Regions from separate parts of the Gossypium hirsutum genome. Here region 1 is linked to region 2. A link is a contact called in public Hi-C data. All regions are on one chromosome and are shown on one strand. The core of a region is the stretch at or near the end of the contact, and the rest is flanking DNA. Distances in the headings are between cores, read along the strand shown. Region 1 holds the start of LOC121225695 (thymocyte nuclear protein 1). Region 2 has its middle 28 kb from the start of LOC107919438.

The links. A called contact is a pair of places that touch in the nucleus more often than the background predicts.
Region 1: a contact with region 2 is called in a Hi-C map of leaf, with 3 times the contacts expected there. The contact joins the promoter of LOC121225695 here to the enhancer-like site in region 2. A contact is called at or near these places in 2 of 34 Hi-C or Micro-C datasets (both in leaf).

Annotation. Positions count from the first base shown.
Region 1 is chrD13:5,649,847-5,652,546 of Gossypium_hirsutum_v2.1, reverse strand. LOC121225695 (thymocyte nuclear protein 1) reads left to right here and starts at 1,366. Exons shown (of 1, transcript XM_041110101.1): 1 at 1,366-2,272. The coding sequence starts at 1,563. The coding sequence ends at 2,021.
Region 2 is chrD13:5,503,828-5,506,527 of Gossypium_hirsutum_v2.1, reverse strand. No RefSeq gene overlaps it. Among protein-coding and RNA genes, the nearest start is that of LOC107919438, 28 kb to the right of the region's middle. Within about 2 kb of position 1,272, at least 3 of the 9 cell types and tissues checked have an H3K27ac peak or open chromatin away from gene starts, as enhancers often do. A contact at or near this core is called in leaf, where this site is marked.

The DNA of each region.
Region 1 (2,700 bases), core at 117-2,616, 150 kb before region 2:
TGTACATGTATATATTTTGTACCCTTTTTTCTCTTTATATTTTTTTGTTTATTTCCATCTTTTGTTTATCAATTTATGTTTTCATTTATATTTTAAAAGCATGTTTTTTTAATTCGTTCATTTATTTGATGCTTTGCATGTTATTGATTTATTTTTATTTATTTGTTTATATTATTTCTATGCCATTGTTGTATTTATTACTATTGTATTTGTTATCACGATATTTATACATACATTATAACATTACATTATCTTTTACTCGAATTTAAAAATGGAAAATTTTCAAAATAAAGATAATACTCGTATTTAGGATTTTCAAGAAAATTGAGCCCTAACTTATTGGGTTCCGATTTTCTTCGTAAAATCTAACAATCGAGGATTGTTCTTTAATCAAACAAAATAAAACTTGTCATCGGGAATTCAATGTGTTGTGTCCTAACGTATTGGATGTGACACGTTGATTTCTCGAGATAAAGATTTTTTTAAAATATATATATAAAGGAAATATTGAATGTTTGGGATTTTAAGAAATCGTGCCCTAACGTATTGGGCTACGATTTCTTCATAAATTTTAAACAATTAAATATTTTCTTAAATTTTATTATACGAGTTTTTTGGACCAACTTATCTTGAAGAGAATAAAATGTTGTGCCTTAACGCATTGGGTGTGATATTTTTCTTTTCAAAAAGAGAAAGACTTAATAAATAATTTCATTTATTTAAGGATAGTATTTTTTTTAAACTCTCGACTTTAAGACATTAATTAATCAATTTGGTACCAATTTTTGGGCGTTACGAGGGTGTTAATCCTTCCTCGTACGTAACTGACTCCCGAATCCGTTTTTCTAAAACTCGTAGACTAAAGCTATTTTTTAGGTGATCCAATCACACCTTAATAAAAGATTGGTGGCGACTCCCAATTTTTGTTTTTTTTTAAGTCGACAACTAATTTTTGTTTTTTTTCCAAAAATAAAAAATAATTTCGACAATGAGTATTTTATATATATTTGATATTTATTTAATCTCATTATTTGTTTTTTTATAATTTTTGTATATACACATATCAAATATCTTTCAAAAATAGTGATAAATCTAGAACGGTATATTAAAACAGATCGTTATTGATACATATTAGTATTAGTAAAAAGATGGTACGGTATGGTACTGACTGCCTTGATCCTAACACTAATTCTTTTTGTTAAATTCATCAAATAATTTGAATTAATTATGAAATAATTATTTTAAAATTTGTAATTATCTTTTCAATAATATTTTCTTCAAATTTTAAATTTAAATTTCCTCTCTGCTGGTACCAATATGAAATTGCTGGGTTTTTAAACTCTTATTTTCTTTTGGGCCTTGGGGGGTACTGGCAAATCTTGCATTATTACTACCATAAACCATTGATTTGGCCTGTACCAAACCTCATAATGGCGCCAAGCATTCGCGCCATTCGATCAACTATACAAAACCCTTGAATCCACGAAGAATTGAAAGAATCCCAAAGGACCCGAAGTGATTTTCTTTTCTTCGTTATATTCACTAGAAAATCCGTTTAAAATATGGTGAAAGGGAAGCAGTACTGGCTGCTGAAAACGGAACCAGGGGAGTGGTCATGGGAAGACCAAGCCGCAAACGGAGGTGTAACCAAATGGGACGGTGTGAAGAACAAGCAAGCCCAGAAGCACCTCAAGTCCATGAAGGTGGGTGATCTCTGTTTCTTCTACCACTCGGGCGCCACCGCTCGCCGCGTCGTGGGGGTGGTCAGCGTGGTTAGGGAATGGTACGCAGCGGAGGGCGGAGATAAAAACAGCGAGGTGGTGGTGGATGTGAAAGTGGTGGGGGAGATGAGGAGGCAAGTGGACTTAAAGGACATGAAACAGGATGGGGAGTTGAAAGGGTTTGTCATGTTTAGACAGCCGAGGCTGTCGGTTTTGCCGGTGCCGGAGAAGGTTTGGGAGAGGATCTGTGAATTGGGTAATGGGTTCGAAGGGGACGGCATTGATATTGGCGACGATTAAGAGGTTTCAAGAATGTGGGTGTTTTATTTTGTAAAGAGAGGCCCTTCTGTTGGGCTTTTTCTAGAAATGTATTTTGTTAATGAAAAGAAGGGTGCTTAGCAGTAATGTTTTGTTTATTGGCGAAGGAATTAAAGATGGGATTCATGTTCCCCATATGCTCTTGTACGTGGCCAAATTTCCGCTTTAACCAACAATGTCGGAGCTTTATTGTTCTGTTTGTGCGAGTTTACCAAGTAACTTTGACTGTGGCATTTTAGTGAACACTTACCATGCATTGCCTAAATCCTTCATACGAAAGCAGGAACGATACCGTGGTTGCGCCATTTCTGTTCAAATACCTTTCGAAAAACCCAAACCCAGGAAAAAGAGAGATGCCCTGCCGTTGTTTCTGGTCTTTTTAGTTTCATTTTATATTTGCTTCTGCTCCTGGCTTTTTCCCCTAATCTAGGTTTTGGTGAATGTTCCCATCTTCTTTTACAGCACTTCATTTAAACCAATCAAACCCAAAACCCAATTCAATCTATTTGAATATAAATTTCACTCAATTTAATTTCGTTACGAAAATCGCTAGGTTGAATTTAAACTTGAATAAATCTGAATTTGATTTCAAAAGGACTTAAATAAATAATCCAAAATAATTAGAACTTCAAAATAATTCAAACCCGTAGTGATCGAATAA
Region 2 (2,700 bases), core at 23-2,522:
TCAATCATAATTAATATGTACTTACATGGGACACTCCCAGCTGTTAGGATAGGGAATTGGTCGTTTGAATTGAACTGTTTTGGTGTTTCCCATGTCTGTGGGACTTAATTGTGTTATCCTGCAAATTTACAAGTGAGTGGACGTAAATGATTTTAAATTAATCAACTATAAATATAAATAAACCAAGATAAAATATATAATATTAAAATTATACATAAAATCAATTCAAACTCTACTTATCAAAGCTTATAAATACCTCTAATTTTCAAACATGCCTCCTTGGTGCCATACACTTGTAAATTATCTTTTATTATTTTCAATTTTTATTACATTTTGTAGTTTAATGCAATGTCCTTTTCATTTTGACTCTTCTTGGCTAGTTTTTCAATATTATTTGCCATCTTGTACCTTTCCAATTAATTTCATCACAGATCATTTGTGAAAATTTAAACCCTAAAAACATCTTCAATACGATGGCCACTGATTCCTCATTAATCCCTTCTCAATGAATGCCACTCAACTATAGATATTAATTTTTTATTTGATTCTTGAACAACTTTTATATTATATATATATTGATTGTTTGATGTGTCCTTTAAGTGAGGAGAATCGGATATTTATAATATACAATTATTGTTTATCGAAATGACGTCTTAGGTAAGCTCCATGCATGTCAACATGTATACTGTTCTAGACTTAACACGTGTTCATCGAACCACTCACTTGATTTCACACCCTTTGCCTACGAACACCCAGGAATATGAGAACCTGGCTCGCGAGCCCTTAATGTCTCTACCTTATGAGGCCCAGGTTCCTCCGTATCTACTCGAGTTGTGGGTTGGTAGTTCGGAGTTATATTCAGGTTTCGGGTTGGTAACAGGAAATACCATAACAATATATATATATATAAAGTTTTGTTAAAAAATCGCCATTAATTTTCTATTAATTAATGATTTAGAAATATAAATAGACTTGGATAAAAAGTAAACCTCATATGATCGGATTTTAACAAACATATATAATATTAATATCATATATAAATTTGATACCGACTCATGTACAAGCATATTGCAGGGGGTGTTGTTAATGCTGGTTTGTCTCATGCAGTGGCTCCTTTCGAAAGGTTCCAATGAGACTTTTGTCCTAAAGAGGTGTCAAGTCAGACTCCTTTTTCCTATATAAAAGCCTGAAAGGGCTTTTACTACCAACACTGCATTTCGGGGAGGGTGGGGTGTGTGGGTGCATTGCTGTCACCTTTGTAGGCCCACCGTGGCGGGCCATTCATTGCTCAGCCCAGGGTTCACATGTAAATGAATGCCTTTGCCATCCTTATGTAATACTTGCATAATGCTTGTTTATATGTGCTGCATCTACTTTTTCTTGCAAACAGCCTGGGATTTGAAACCCTCATCTTGTTTTCTTGACCCTATTTTTTATAAAAAAATTAGAGCTCAGAAGTGTTCATGACTAGATCGAATTTATATATGATTTTATATAATATATAAAATAAAATAAAAAATATATTATAAAGTAGACAACATTTTGAATCAAATTCAAGCCTTTAATATTAGAGCTGATCTATCCAAATTTTTGCCCATGTCACACCAGCTTCGTGAGCACAATATCACTGAAAATTTTAAAGAATAGATTGTGACACCACTTTCCCCAAGGTTGTAGCATTGTACTAAGAGAACATGTTTTGAGTTGGAATTGAGGTGAAGCTACACATTCATATCATACTCGATTTGTATTTACTATTAGGATTGGCATAAAGATACAATGTTACATTTGGTAGGAATATTATTTTTTATACATGTTTTAGAATATGGATTAACAATAAACTGATTCAATTGGTAACATTTAACCACTCTCATGATTTATTTTTAGTAAAGAGAAAGAAAATTTTTCGCTTATTTTGAAGATGTCTTATTTTTTATAAGAGTTATTAATTTATCTTTCTAATTTTTAATTTAAATTTGTACTAACTATTTTTTATTTTAAATCTAACTATTGTAATATATACGTAATAAATAAGCTTTTTCTTCTAATTATTACCCTCGTAACTAAACGAGACATATTTGTTATAATGCTAATAAGGTTTTAAAGTTCAATACCAATTCTAAATTTTTTGACAATTTGATATTCATTATGGATTACTACATTCTTGCAAACATATTCAATACATCCCAGGAAGAGAATAATAAACATTTGCATACAAATGTTTTAATAAGAAATTATAGATTTAGAACGTAGTATGAATTTTTTGATTAAATTGGTCTCACGAGTTAACCTGGTATCAGTTCGGTTGAAGAAATGACTAAAATAACTTATTATATACAAAATAAGTTATATTATTATGGATGTATTTCTGTCTTTTAAAAAAAACTTACATGTAGTGAAATTTGAACCTATGGTACTAGCATCTATAAAACCTTAACTTTACTACTTCAACCAAAGATTTAATTCCGCTTTGATATAATTTTTAATATTTGTACATAACAAGATTTTTCATCCACATTGTTATATCTTTACTGTAAATACCCGATTTTACCCGGGTCTAAAAGGCTCGAATTACAAGCAGGCTTGTATGGCCAAGTTAATAAGACAAAATAGTGGCCCAATTAACCCAAACCCGATTATAACAAAATAGGCCCAAAATTAGTGGCCCAAGTAATTTCAGAAACCCTAGGGTTTCTAGGG